Regions from separate parts of the Mus musculus genome. Here region 1 is linked to region 2. The links are chromatin contacts, called in public promoter capture Hi-C maps. All regions are on one chromosome and are shown on one strand. The core of a region is the stretch at or near the end of the contact, and the rest is flanking DNA. Distances in the headings are between cores, read along the strand shown. Region 1 holds the start of Mrpl27 (mitochondrial ribosomal protein L27). Region 2 holds the start of Acsf2 (acyl-CoA synthetase family member 2).

Region 1 (7,537 bases), core at 4,352-6,851, 52 kb before region 2:
GCAGCACAGCTGCTCAGAAGCTACAGTGGGCAGATCCCCAAGCCAGGCTCCCACAAAGGTGCCACAGACCGCTGCTCCCGACAGACAGACCGCTGCTCCCGACAGCCGGCTTTGCTTACACTTACAAAGTTTAAATTCTATAGAAAATACAGATCAAGAGTGTATGGGCACTAGCATATGTACGCACATGCTGGTGAAACAATCATGATGTCCAGGTTGCTGACACACAGGGCACAGCTTACACAGAGAACTCATTTCTCTGTGCATTAGACAAATATATTTCCTGCCCTAGTTCTTGGTGATAATAGAGTTAAGTATTTTAATAAATAGTTTATTTAGTATAGATTTTAGAATTGCTTATCTTTTTTTTTTTTCTTTTACAACTTGAAATTAGATGTATGGCAAAACTTGAGGGCCTGGAGAGATGATTCAATGGCTAGAAAAACTTGCTGCTTTTCTACAGGATTCAAATCGGGTTTCCAGCACCCACACAGCAGCTCACAAATGCCGATAACTCCAGGTCTGAACAATCCAACACTCTTTTTTTAAAGGAAAAATAAAAAAGGAGAAATCTATGCATTTCTATGCTGTATTCTAAAGCTATGCATGATGGCACATGCCTGTAATGTTTGCCAAACTCAGAAAGGGGATCGCTGCACTGTTAAGACCAGTTTGGGATACATGGAAAGTTCCAGGCCAGCCAGAGGTACATAGCAAGACCTTGTCTCAAAAACAAACAAACAAACGATATGTGGCAATCTTACACAACCAGTCCCATACTGTTTGGTGTCTCTCTGATTAAAAGTATGAGTCTAAAGCCAGCAGTGGTGGCACACTGCTGTGCTCCCAGCATTCAGGAGGCTGTGGCAGGAGGATGAAGCATTCAAGGCCAGCAAGAGGAACAAAATGAAACTTTCCACTGCTAAATGCCCTGTGATTTAGGTGAGTTACTTTCTTGTGTCTACAGATTGGGAATAAACTCAGGACTTCACAGGGTCATCTAAAGGATCATGAAGAACTTGGAGCATACTTAGCTCAAACCAGCTTCTACTGTCATTATTTTAGTAAAGAATTCACATCCAATGCCCCCCCCCCCACCGTGGTGGGCAAGGAGGTGTAGAGGGGGTGTCTCACTATGTAGTTCTGGCTGGCCTGAAACTCAGTATGTTGAGTCGGCTGGTCTTGAACTCGGAGAACTGCCTGCCTCTGACTTCTGAGTGCTGGGTTGAAAGGCATGCACTATGCTTGTCTTTGATGTTTACGATTTTAATTTTATGTACATAGGTGTTTTGCCTGAATTCATGTTTGTGTACCACGTGCATGTCTGCTACTATCAAAGACAGAAGAGGGTGCCAGATCCCTGGAGTTGGAGTTACAGGTGGTTGTGAATCAGTGTGGGTGCTAGGAATTGAACCCAAGTGCTCTTAACTGCTGAGCTGCCTCTGAGCTCCTTTGATTTCTTTCCTTTTTTCCTTCCTTCATTTTTTCCTTCCTTCATTTTTTCCTTCCTTCCTTCCTTCCTTCCTTCCTTCCTTCCTTCCTTCCTTCCTTCCTTCCTTTTGGTCTTTTGAGACAGTGTTTCTCTGTATAGCCCTGGCTATCCTGAAACTTGCTCTGTAGACCAGGTTGTCCTTGAACTCACATAGCTCTGCCTCCCCAGTGTTGGGAGTAAAGGTGTGCGCCACCAAGACTATTTGATGTTTGTTGTTTGTTTGTCTGTTTGTTTGTTTTTTGAGAAAGGGTTTCTCTGTATAGCCATGGCTGTCCTGGAACTCACTTTGTAGACCAGGCCGGCCTCAAACTCAGAAATCCCCCTGCCTCTGCCTCCCGAGTGCTGGGATTAAAGGCGTGTGCCACCACGCCCAGCCATTTGATGTTTTTAAGGGAAGGAAAAGTATTCATTGAATCTGATTCTGGCTGAATAAAAATATTTCTTCCTTTGGAGTCATAAAAGAGGAAATGTCTATTAAAATTATAAATTGATTTTAAAAAAACCCCAAAGACACACGTATCTGTAAGGGTACAGCACTTTCAGAAGATAACTGCATTTAAACCATATTATTTCTAGGTCTTCAGGCAGCTGAAGAGCTCATACATCATTTTATTTAACTGTCTTTCATTTCTATGGAAGAGAAAGATGAGACCCCAGGCATGCTATGATCTGATGGTAGGCAATCTGGGCTTTAACTAGGGTTCCACTACTCTCTGAGCCTCCGGCATTTCAACCATAAAACAGAGAGGACATCTACCTCATAGGGACAGGCTGAGGACACAAGACATTTGCATGAAAAGGTTGCCCTAGGAAAGACAAGAAAGGGGGAGGGGGCAGAGAGCAACTCACATGGGCTCCCGGGTGCCATCTAAACTGACGCTGAGTGCCAAGGATGTTGCCAGCGTGAACGTAGTGACCTGAAAGAGAAGTCCACAGTGAGCCGACTCTGTGCCAGTGTTCACAGAAGCCCAGCAAAATGCTGACAAGTCATGGCAGCCCAAGGGTCCCCATCAAACCCCAAGCCTGCTCCTGGATAGACCACTAAGATGGCCCTACATAAACAGCACCTGACCCCAATCCAGCAGACTCTTTTTTGACTGCATGGCTAAGAAACTGCAACTCCCTGGGGTCCCTGCTCCTCCCATGTGGAGATGAGTGCCACAGTGAACTGCAGAGAGACAGGAGAGTGAGGCCCCTGAGTAGCATTTCTGCTCTTCTGAGAAAGGGCAGGGCAGCACTGTGGGCTGTGGCTTGAAAACAGTAAGGAAGGCACGCCCTCACCTTCCATTTTCTTGATGCCGTAGTGTTTGCCTCGTGATTTCCCACCAAGGTTCTTAGAGCTGCCACCTGTCTTCTTGGATGCATGTCTGACAGCGAGTGCTGTGGGTGCTGTGGGGCTCAGCAGGGCTGTCACTGCAGAGAAAGCGAAACCCTGCTCAGAGAGGCTCCCGAATGCAGTGCGCTTTCTTGTCTCTGTGGACCATTTGCCAAGCTGAGAAGCAGCGAGGGAGATGAGGAAAAATGAGAGATGTGTGAAAGGAACAGAGATGCTAAGTGTGTGGTGTTCAGGGAATGCCTGGGCAGGGAGCAATTCATCCCTGGAATTGGCCCAGAGGTAACCATGGTATGGCGGGTGGGTGGTGGTGGTGGTGGTCTGTGTATTAGGGAGAGCAGGCAGTGAGCATCACGGGGGGGGGGGGGGGGAGAGAACAGTCTATGCTCTGGCTCCTGACACATCCAGTCCAGCTGAGCAGAAACAAACAGCACAGAAACAGATGAAATGGACACCAGACAGCTGCCTGCTTAGAAGATTCAGTTTCCTGGCCAAGGGAAGGGCAGCGTACAAGATGTGCAAGGCTTGCCTCTGATTCCGCCTCCCTTACCACTGCCTTAGCTATCCACTCACCCATGCACATCAGACACTTGCCACTGTCTTAGCTATCCACTCACCCACTACACATCAGACACTTGCACCAGAAGGGCAGCCCGTCCGTCAGAGGGTGGCTCCCGCAGGCAACTGGCCATTACAGAAAGGTCTTTTTTTCCCAGAGTCCATAAGCAGATGTCCAACCAAGACTGGCATTAATCTGGGCCTCTCCACCCATTATCCCAAAGGACTCAACACCATTTTCTTTAAAGGGGGAAATTATGAGGGAGGCGTTGAAGGGGATAGAGATGATCAAAATACATTGTATGCATGAACAAAATTCTCAAAGATTAAATGAAAATGCTTTTAAAAGAAGATTATCTAAAATGCATGCTAATGGGGCCAGAGAGAGATGGCTCAGAGGTTAGCAGCAGCGACTGCTCTTGCAGAGGTCCTCTGTTCAGTTTCTAGCACTTTTGTAGTGGTCCACAGTCATCTGTAACTCCTGTTTCAGGGGATCCAATGGCCTTTTCTTACCTCTGCTGGTACCAAGTATACCGTGTGGTATGCATATATACACATAGGCAAAACATTCATACACAAAAATAAAATCCAGGCTGTCTGTTTTAGGTCTCTAGGCATAGTATAGGATCTTAGGATCTAGTATCAGCCCATTTAGAGTTGCTTTATGGGTGTTTGGGGGCATAGCACTGGTTATCTAGGTTTCTCAAATTCCCATAAGAACAGAAAGTTGCTGGGATACAAGACTAGCTCTCAGAGAGCAGGCTGGGCATGGTGGCACAGGCAAGCTTTTGATGCTAGCACTTGGGAGGCAGAGGCAGGCAGATCTCTGTGACAACAGGACCAGTTTGGTCTAGAGACTGAGTTCTAGGACAGCCAGGGCTTCATAGTGATACAGTGTCTCCAAACAAACAAACATCACAAAAAAAGAACTTAGGAGACATCTTCAATGTCCAGCAATGGAATGGAATCCCCTCCCCCCTCTCCTGTAGCCCATGAAGACCTTGAACTTGCAATCCTCAGGCCTTTACTTCACATATAACCGAGGTTACAGGCATGCACTTCCTGGCTTCACCCACTCACTTACTGGTGATTGGTGTTTTGCTTTTGCCTACATTGTTTCACTCATATGTCTCTGCTCTTGTGAAAAACAAGACTTTACAGATGACTCTCTTCCCTCATTTTACAGAGCAGTAAGACTTGTGGAATCTATATCTTCAGAACAGACAGATGTCATATTCACCCACTACCCTCCAGCTTCTCTACCAACACCACTAATATCTGGGCCAAATGATCTATCCTATAGCAAGTCTTGCAGATGGTTTTCTGTGTAGGTTATTTTATTTTATTTTATTTTATGTTATTTTATTTATTTATAGCTTTTGAGTCTGTGACCCAGGCTGGCCTTGGATCTGATGAAATCTTCCTGCCCCAGGCTCCTAAGTGCAGGGATTATAGGCACTACTATTCCTGGTCCCACTTGGTTTCATTTTCATTTATTTATTTGCACCCAGTCTGCCTCCTCTTAATTGGCTCCTCAAAACTGTAAAACCGAGTCAAGTCATTTTCTTGCCTTCTGTCTACACAGGTTTGGTTGGGTCTGTCTCTTTTAGGTCTAAATTGCTATCCCTTCAAGAGACTTCCTTGGTCCCCTAATCTAAGACTCTTCACAATACTATTCGAGATTACAACTAAGTTACTCACGTGTTTACTGGCTGAACTCACAAGGCGTTAGAAACCATGTTTATGCTGGTACTCTGAGCAGTGTCTCACCAGACCTAAGCGTTGGTCATGGTCATAGACATCTGAAATACCAGCTCTAAGACGGCAAACTACACAGTGGGAACCTACCTCAAAAGCGAGGAAAGGAAAAAAGCTAAGTCTTGAATATCAATTAAATGTTTTGAACTTAGTCTTCTTCAAATCCGGAGGGATCCACATAAACCCAGAGGGGACAGAGCTTCTGGAGTAACTATCCAACGGGCTTTCATTCTGCACTCCCACCCTCCGCAAGCACCGCCCACAACGTGTCACGTGACCGGAGACAGTCGCCCTCCAAAGGTCCGGAGCCCCTCACTTCTTCCCCGTATCTAGGTTCACCATGGGCTCCAGTTTCCATCTCCCAGCCTCCCTGCTGTCTCGCCTCGCAATAGCCACAGTGCTGAGCTACCTGCTGCCCGCGTCCTCAGCGTAAGCGCCGCCGCCGCCATATTTGCTTCACGTTCACTTCCAGGCTGGGAAGTCTGCTTCCGCTACCGGGATAGATCTACTTCCGGGTCTTGCGGACAATTCAAAGAGTGGCGGGAGCAGTAGCAGGTGAGCCCAGATCTCTTGGGGTTTATGGCCGGGACCTCCGGCGACTTCTGCAGTGGACCGTGGGCCCCAGAGACAAGGAGTGTGGCCAGCACGGACGTTTGTCCCACTCCAGGAACCACACGAAGGTCCCTAGGGAGGGACCAGGGTGAGGCTCAGCTAGATTCTGTGCTAGACTGGTTGTAGATGCACAATTTCATTTAATTCCTTACAAACCTAAGTTACTGGTATTATGTTAAATTGAGATCCAGGAAGACTGCAAAGATTATCAGTCACTAATTATTGTTGAAAGAATGATTCTTGCGTGTAACCCAGCAGTTCCAGGCAGACTTAAGTGTACGCACAAGAGAACTGTGAAAACATACTCGTTCAAAATATTTGTACGTGAATGTCTGTAGCAACATTATCCGTAACAGCCAAGAAAGGGGAGCAGGCTAACCGTCCATCAAGCAATAAATGCGTAAACAAAATGTGACATAGCCACACAGTGGAATATTATTCAGCTATAAAAAATGAGGCAGTACTGGTGCATAGTATGGCCACAGAAGGACCCTGAAAGCATGACTGCGAAAGACACCAGTCACCAAAGGCACATACGGTGTGCTTTTATGAAATATACAGAACCTGTAAATCCATAGAGACAATGGATCTTATTTTATTTTTAGATGCTGGGAGAGAGAAAGAACTTGTTTTTTTGTGTGTGGGGGCTTTTTTTTTTTTTCTTAATTTTTAAATAAATAAATAAATGCCAGGTGGTGGTGGCGCATGCCTTTAATCCCAGCACTTGGGAGGCAGAGGCAGGCGGATTTCTGAGTTCTCAGCCAGTCTGGTCTACAAAGTGAGTTCCAGGACAGCCAGGGCTATCTATACAGAGAAACCCTGTCTCAGAAAAAAAAAAAAAAAAAAAATGGTTATAGAAATACCCTTGCTTTTGAGAAGTCTCACTGTATCAAGTAGGCTGGCCTTGAACTCAAAATATCCCCCTCTGTAGCCTCCCAATAGGTGGGATTGCAGTTGTGTGCCAGCATGCCCAGTTTGTAGGATTTCTCTTTGTGATGATGGAGACATTCGGGAGTAAGAGGAGGGTAATGCTGACACAGCACAGACATACGGAGCCCCATCAGTCTGAGTGAATGATTTCTTTATCTGTTAACTGTACTAAGGCTGGGGCCTAACGTTCATGTAGGGCTCTCTATGTGCTAAGCAAGCACTCTACCGCTGCTACTCCAACACCTAAAGGATAGTTTTGAGTACTATACACTATGTGAATTGTAAGGGGAGTTTTTTCCTGTGTGTGGACATGAGCGTACATGGGTGTGTGCATAGGCATGCTTTCCACTGTGTGTAGGTTCTAGGAACTGAAATCCAACTAGGTGACATATGTTTTTGCTCACCGAGCCATCTGATTTACTTGCTTTTATTTGTCTATTTTAAATTTTCATTTCTTTTTATTTTATATGGATGTGGAGGCCAGAAGAGGGCATTGGATCTCCTGGAACTGGGATGACAGGCGGTTGTGAGAAGTGTCCAGTGTGGATGGTTGGCCTCGAACTCAGAAATCCGCCTGCCTCTGCCTCCCAAGTGCTGGGATTACATTGTTTCTTATTTTTGTTTTTGTTTTAGAAAGATCTCCATGTTAGGGGGGCCAGTGAGATATGACTCAACTGGTAAAGGTGCTTGCTGACAAGCCTGATGACCTGGGTTCAATCCCCGGGACTCACACTGTGGAAGGAGGGGACAAACTCCCTGAAAGTAATCCTCAGATTGCCACATATGGGCTGGGGCATGTATGAGCCCACGCACATATGCAAATATTTTAATATTTATTTTAAAAATGATCACCC
Region 2 (7,735 bases), core at 3,146-5,645:
TTTATTTGTGATATGGCCAACTTTCAGGCTGGCTAAGTCTACACAGAGAACCCTGTCTCAAAACTTGCTATGTAGATCAGCCTGGACTCAAACTCATAGAAATCTGCCTGCCTCTTCCTTTCTTGATTTTTCCCCCCAAGACAGGATTTCTCAGTGTAACCAGCCCCGGCTGTCCTAGATTCTTTGTAGACCAGGCTGACCTTGAACTCACAGAGATTTACCTTCCTAGTGCTGGGATTAAAGGCATGAGACTCCATACTCTGCCCCTTTGAACTATTTTAATTACCTTAGTTTTATCTTCTCTCTTTACTTTTGAGTGTTTTTTGTTGTTGTTGTTTTTTTGGTTTTTCCAAGACAGTGTTTCTCTGTACAGCCCTGGCTGTCCTGGAACTCACTTTGTAGACCAGGCTGGCCTCAAACTCAGAAATCCGCCTGCCTCTGCCTCCCGAGTGCTAGGATTAAAGGCGTGCGCCACCACGCCCGGCACGTGTTTAATTTTTTTAATTATATTTTTAATGGGTCTTTTGTTGCAAATAGGTTTGTCCCTAGAGAAGTATAAATGCCTATCTTCTCCTTTTAAGGTTCCAATCCTTCTTGGATTGGATTCCTTCCAAGTCTGCATTGGAGGACGAATAAGTGTATTGAACTGTCTTATAGGCATGGACGAGGGGTTGCTTATGGGAGCGTGAGTGACACCCCCCTCCAAGTTACCAGACTGGGAAGTCTCCACTCAACTTGGACAGAGTTCCCACCAGCTAACCTTTCCCAGACCTACACAGTCTAGTACCTCAGGCACATGCCCTGCAATTAGGGTAAAATTCCATATAAACGGAGGAGTGGCTAGAATCTAAGCGACAATCTTATGACTCTCCCCACCCATTCCTTTGAGAAACTCCAGAGTCAACAGTCTCGTGTCAGCAGGCACTGCTGATCTGATGAAGATGGTGGCTTTTACTCAGAAGGCTGCACCCTGCAACACCCTCGAACGATAGCTTCATTGGGGGTTGTGGGGGTTTTTTTGTTTTTGTTTTTGAACATTCTAGCTGTGTGGTGGTGGCACTTGCCTTTAATCCCAACACTTGGAAGGCAGAGGCAGGAGGCTCTCTGTGAGTTCAAAGCCAGCCTGGTTTATAAATCTAGTTCCAGGATAGCTAGGGCTACCCAGAGAAACCCTGTGTCAAAAAAACAAAAAAACAAACAAACAAAAAAAAACCCAAATCAAACCAAAATCTAAATCCATATTCTTTCCTTTATGCATTATTACCTGAAGATAGGATATCTCTCTATTTATTTATTTATCTATCTATCTATCTATTTATTTATTTATTTATTTATTTATTATTCATGTAGAGACAGGGTCTCATTGTGTAGCCCTTGCTGGCCTGAGACTCACTATGTAGATCATGTTGGCCTGGAACTCACAGAGATCTGCCTGCCTTTGTGAAAGATATGTGCCACACCCAGCCTTATTTATTTACTGAAACAAAGTCTCAGTATGTACTCCAGGTTGGCTTGGAAGTGGCTGGGGATTCTGCCTGTAGGTGCAGCTGACACCTTAGTTTATTATATTTTACTTATTGTTATCTTTTCGCTCTTGTTTTTTGTTATTATCATTGTTGTTGTGTGTGTGTATATGGTGCTGGGCATTAAACACAGGGCTCTCAACATGCTAGACAAGTTCTCTATAATTTTTAGTTTAAAAAAGATTTATTTTATGTATTTGAGTACACTGTAGCTGTACTGATGGTTGTGAGCCACCATGTGGTTGCTGGGATTTGAACTCAGGACCTTAAGAGCAGTCAGTGCTCTTAACCACTGAGCTATCTCTCCAGCCCCACTTTTTTTTTTTTCAGTACCGGGTTTCTCTATGTAGACCAGGCTTGCCTTGAACTCAGAGATCTGCCTGTCAACTAAAGGTGGGTGTGTGCTGCCATGCCAGCTTACCTTTTATTTTGAGACAGCATCTTTCTAATTGCCCAAGCAGGCCTTGACCTTTTAATCTTCCTGCTTCAATCTCTCTAAAGTAGCTGGTATTATATATCTATCTATCATCAGGCCTGCAACACAAAATTTATAAGACTATTGGCCTCTACCTTCTTCCTTCTCCTCCACCACCCCCTTTATCATTTCAGCTAAGACAATTTCTATGGCTAGAGGCATTATACTTGTTTCACTGTGATTAGATTTTTTGGACACAGGAGAACATGTTGACAGATTTATAATCTCAGCACTTTGGAGCAGGAGGCAGGAGGATCAGGAGTTCAAGACCAACATCAGTTACTTAGTAAGTTTGAAGCCAGCCTGGGCTTCATGATACCTTGTCTCCAAAAAATAGCAACAGTAGGAGCCCAGGAGATGGTTCGGTGGGTAAGGGTGCTTCCTGCCAAGCGTAATGACCTGAGTTCAATCCCTGGACTCACACAGTGTAAGGAGAGACCAACTTCAACAAGTTGTCTTCTGATCTCCATTGTGTGCACGTATGGTGTGCACGAACAAATCACATAAGATTGGCCACAGTGGTGCAAGTCTGTAATTCCAGAAGACAAAAGGAGGCAGGAGGATCAAAGTTCAAGGTCATGCTAAGATTTATACAGATGAGGTCAGCCTGAGCTATATGAGACCCTGTCTCAAAAAAAAAAAAAAAAAAAGCTACTTCATGTTGACATTAGAGCCCCTTTCTCTGTCTGTCTGTCTGTCTGTCTGTCTCTTTTTTTTCTCCCTAGGGTGGCCACAGACTCCCTGTGTAGCTGAAGATGACTTTGAGTTCCTGATTCTCCTACCTTTATTGCCCTGGCTGGAATCATGCAGGTCTATGAGTCCATTTCTGAGTCAGAGAAACAAGGGGAAGGCGATAAAGGCTTCCCCAGGCTAGCCCATAGGACAGGCAGAATGGCTTATCTTCCCTTCCCCCCAAGACTCACTCAGAGACTAGTCAGGAAGAGAAAGGGTCCCGGGGACCAGAATGTACCCTTCACTTTGCCAGGACAATTATTTATCTAGAAGGAATCAACGATTTGTCCAGGGTCATCCACCAAGCCTTCAAGGCAGGGCTTGGCTCCTGAACTTGGGATACCAGTCAGCACCCTTCACTCCCTGGGCCTGGCTGTCTGAAACCACTGTATACATTTGATTTGGAGGGCATCATGCCGTTTCAAGCCCAGCTTTTCAAAGTCTCTCCTCTTGACTTGTTCTCCAACGGAACACAGATTCTTTCCAAAAAGCTGTCAGAGGGAGAGGGAGAGGGAGAGAAAGAGAGAGATATCTGGTCACTCTGGAGATCAGAGAAGGAGTAGCTGTATTAGTCATGACCCCAGCTGAACCAGATCAAGGCAAAGGTTCACCAGGCTAACCTCCACCCTCCGCCAACTGTTCCTCTGCCTGGCTTTCTTCATTCCAAGTCAGGAGAAGGGAAGCCACCCGGCCGGGGGCCTTTCTTCTCTTCTTTCCCAGATCGTTCAGGACAACGAGGAGCTAGAAAGTGGAGGACTAGTGTACTCATCTTTGGACACCCAGCGCACAGCCTGAGCACTCACCTCTTGTAGATCTTGTCACCCATCCTCCTTGGATGACGTTAGAATACATTCCTAAGGGCACAGCTAGAGGGTTGAGTCACAAAGTCAGGGTCCTTTGGAGCCTAGGGGAGCAGCTGAGGAAATTGTGTTTAAGGCTTCAGGCTAGAGCAGAAAGAGGGAAGGTAGGATACAACAGACGCGTCCCTGATGCCACCTAATCTTGTCTACCTGGTACTCTTCTCAGAGTCGTGGGGAGGATGCAAGGTCGAAGTAAAGCTGACTCTTAGCCTCTGGCCAGACTAGCACCTTGGTCCCCGGAGGTCTCCGAATACAGAGGGGTTTACCCATCAGAGCGGTAGGTCCCAACTACCTTTCCTCTCCCCAGAGGCCCTCTGCTCCAGTTGGCAGGCCTCAGGGGCACTCGGGGCAGATTCCTTTGGCCTGTAGCTCAGCACCCAGGAAGTCCCCACGTGACCCAAGCCCTACTGGGCACGTGGGACCAACCAGTCCAGGCATTGTCATCTGGCTCTATATAGACTGTTGATTGTTTTCCCGTTTATGAAACTCTTAGGCCCTCCAAAGTTAGAGTGATGATTGCAGGAAGGCCCTGTATTGTGCTGCAGAGCCGGTCTTGGGAGCCCCGGGAGGGGGAGGGGGGACAAGGGCGGGACTTCGAGGGCGGGCTTGAAGGGCTGCAGTTCCCACGCAAAGGTGGCCAGGACCGAGTCGCCACTTCCCGGCCTCTCCTCGCCCCGCCCCGCCCCGCCCCGCGGGGACCCAGTCCTCCTCACCCCATAGGCAGAGCGACCCTCCCGCCTCCCCGTCCGCTTCTTAATTACCCTCGCCTCGTTCACTTTCAAAGTTTACTCCCGGCCCGGACCCGCGGCGGAAGCGAGCCATGGCTGTCTATCACGGGATGCTGCGCTTCGGGAGGCTGTGTATCGCGAGCCTGGGGGCGCGGGGCCCCCGGACGCTGCTCTCTCGCCCTCGGCCGAACTCGAAGTTGCAGAGTGTCCGCGCTCTCAGGTACCCCGAGCAGCATTCCGAAAAGAGAGGGGGCTGGGCAGTCCCGAGAAGGGAACTTGGGAGTTCTGCAGTGCTTGGCAGGGGCTGACCCCACTCTGGGTAGCCCTCACACACACTACCCTACCACCTAGGCAAAGGGAAAAGCCAGGCCTGCCCGGGATCTGGGGCTGCTGCTCATAGCCACAGGAGTCCCAGGCTGAGTTCAAATTCTAGTTCAGAATTCTGTATGCGTCCCATGTGGTACACAGAGCCAGGAGTGGAGGCTTTTTAACAGTACACCCGAGGAATAGAGCTGAATACTGCTAGGGCATTCTCTCAGCTGTATTAACTCCCGTGAAAAATGTGGGGACCGTTTGGGGGTCCACAGGGCACTGAGTATAACAGATCTTTCCTTCCTTTGTTTTCTTTTCCTTCCTTCTTTTCCTCCACCACCTCCTCTACTTTTTGGAGCAGGGTTCTCTCTGTAGCTGTGGTTGTCCTGAAACTCGCTCTGTACACCAGGCTAGCCTTGAAATCACAGAGATCTGCCTGACTCTGCCTTCTGAGTGCAGAGACTAAAGACCTGTACCACCACTGCCCGGCTTCCTTCCTCCTTTCAGTCATTACCACTTCTGGGCCCATTTTTTCATCTGTCTTCAGTGCAAGATCTGGGAAAGGGGTTGGCAGGAGAGAGTTGGCTGAATAAATCTAATATGACCAGACACGGAGGGGACTGCAGGAGCTTGCTGGGGAAAGGCCAAGCTGGGAGAGTTGGCTGTGCAACAAGGTGAATGGTGGTATCCTCTGCGTCCAGTAGGTATGCACATCGCCTATCCTGCTCTACCGCACGGAAGGGCAAACTACTAAGCCTGTTGTCCGTATTATTGTGCAGGCTGTGGTCTTGGAAAGGAATAGTGGAGGCACGGCAGAAAGAGGAATATGTCTCAGAAAACACTACTAAGTTTAAAAGACACTACTAAGGCCGATGAGAGTAGTGGTGTGTACCTTTAAGGCAGAGCCAGGGTTTCTGAGTTCAAGGCCAGCTTGGCCTATGAAGTAAATTCCAGGACAGTTGGGGCTAAACAGATAAACCCTGTGCACCCAATCAAAAGACAGCCCCCCTGAGAAGAAGTTGGACGGACAAGTTGGAAGATGTCTTTTTGGCTGGAACTCTCAGGTTCTGAGAGCTAAGTGCCTTCTGAGAATTAAGAAACAAACTGGTGTGTGTGTGTGTGTGTGTGTGTGTGTGTGTGTGTGTGTGTGTGTATGTATGTATGTATGTGAATTAGCACTCTAACACTGATGTTAGTACATGTTCAGCTCCTGTGAAGTGCTTTAACATCCCTCTGCCTTCTTTCCTGAGGAGACCTAGGGGCTCATGGCTCCATGCACATGTGATTTTTGTTTTTGTTTTTCCTTCCTTCCTTCCTTCCTTCCTTCCTTCCTTCCTTCCTTTCTTTCTTTCTTTCCTTCTTTCTTTCTTTTCTTTCTTTCTTTTGGGGGAGGTTTTTTCGAGACAGAGTTTCTCTGTGTAGCCCTGGCTGTCCTGGAACTCACTCTGTAGACCAGGCTGGCCTTGAACTCAGAAATCCACCTTCCTCTGCCTCCCAAGTGCTGGGATTAAAGGCGTGCGCCACCACGCCCGGCTGTTTGTTTTTTAATATGAGTACACTGCAGCTGTCTTCAGACACACACCAAAAGAGTGCATCGGATCCCATTATAGGTGGTTGTGAGCCACCATATGGTTGCTGGGATTTGAACTCAGGACCTCTGGCAGAGCTGTCGGTGCTCTTAACCGCTGAGCCATCTCTCCAGCCCTCACTTGTGTTTTAAGTGCAGGTGAAGGCAACTGATAAATGTGTTTTCCTTTATCTCTCTCTACCTTACCATTTTGAGGTAGGGTACTGAGCCTGGGACCCATTGATTCTGCTAGGATGGCTAGCCAGTGAGTTCTAGGGATTTTTTCTTCTCTGTCCCCCAGCCCCTAGCACTGAGAAGTTACAGGTGGCTGAGCCATGGTGCCAAGCTTTTGTGTGAAAGTTGGGGATCCAGCTGGGTGTGGTGGCGCATGCCTTTAATCCCAGCACTCGGGAGGCAGAGGCAGGCAGATTTCTGAGTTCGAGGCCAGCCTGGTCTACAAAGTGAGTTCCAGGACAGCCAGGACTACACAGAGAAATCCTGTCTCGAAAAAAAAAAAAAAAAAAAAAAAAGAAAAGAAAAGAAAGAAAGAAAGAAAAGAAAAAGAAAAGAAAGTTGGGGATCCGAACTCAGTTCCTTCTGACTGTACCGCAGTCGCTTTACTGATTGAGCCACTACCCTAACCCCAACATTTGTGATCTTTGGCATTTTTCTGTGTAAACAAAGCAGGTCACTTACTGCCCTCAGGCCTGTGATCTCTGAGGGCTTCAGTGTCAGGCCTCAGAGAAACTATGTCCAGAAGAGACCTATTTATCAAGAGAGAGAGAGAGAAGGAGAGAAATATTTTCTGAGTATCTGGCCCAACTTCTTTCCATTCCTCTCATATTTGCATCCTTCCTGGCTGGCTTTCATCCTTCCAAACGAAGTATCCGGTTTGTCCCCTACTCTCCCCTGCAGAAGCCTCCATCTTAGGTTTCTCAAATATTCAGCACAGGTCTCTGAGGGCATTGACCTAGCCCTCAGAGGTCAAGCACCTAGGCCCATAGGACTCAGACCCAAACTGGTGGGAGGATGAAGAGAATCGGGGAGCGGGCACTAGATGGTGCTCCAGGCATGGTGGTGTGGGAAGCTGTTGTCCTCCACCCTCTGATTAGGATACAGGCAGGCTTTGCTGCTGCTGCCCAGCACACCGAGTCCATATTTGGGTTTTCTTTTGTGTTTTTGAGGCAGGGTCTTGGTGTGTAACCTGGGCTGTCCTGCAACTTGAAGCTATTAATCTTATTGTCTCAGCCTCTGAAGCTGTGAAATTGCAGGCATGGATCACCATGCTGGTTTTGCTGAACTGGAAAGAACAAGAATTGGAAGCTAGCTTGTCTTGAGATACACCCCTGGCTGCTCTACACAGAGAGCAGAGTTAATGGCCAAGGGGCATGTTACCTAATCTCTGAGTGTGGTTAGTTTGTTGCTAATGCAGTCTTATTGATGGTGGAGAGGCAGAAGCTGGTACTATTGTTTTCAGCCTTTCCTTTGAGGTGGGACTGACCCTCGTTAGTTAAGATTTAGACTTGATCTGGACCTTA

What was found. Capture Hi-C pulls out chosen DNA fragments and counts their contacts.
Region 1: a promoter capture Hi-C map of adipose tissue shows a contact between it and region 2. The contact joins the promoter of Mrpl27 here to the promoter of Acsf2 in region 2. A contact is called at or near these places in 5 of 39 promoter capture datasets (embryonic stem cells, liver and macrophages), 3 of 484 Hi-C or Micro-C datasets (liver, natural killer cells and nephron progenitors), 12 of 115 datasets of contacts at active chromatin or transcription factors (the 230-238 cell line, CD8 T cells, the SCID.adh cell line and 6 more) and 3 of 9 other capture datasets (adipose tissue, liver and pancreatic islet).

The regions. Positions count from the first base shown.
Region 1 is chr11:94,651,855-94,659,391 of GRCm38.p6, reverse strand. Mrpl27 (mitochondrial ribosomal protein L27) reads right to left here and starts at 5,601. Exons shown (of 4, transcript NM_053161.2): 1 at 5,551-5,601; 2 at 2,774-2,905; 3 at 2,342-2,409. The coding sequence starts at 5,590. It overlaps Eme1 (essential meiotic structure-specific endonuclease 1), which reads left to right and starts at 5,649. Exons shown (of 9, transcript NM_177752.5): 1 at 5,649-5,696.
Region 2 is chr11:94,598,446-94,606,180 of GRCm38.p6, reverse strand. Acsf2 (acyl-CoA synthetase family member 2) reads left to right here and starts at 4,395. Exons shown (of 16, transcript NM_153807.2): 1 at 4,395-4,538. The coding sequence starts at 4,411.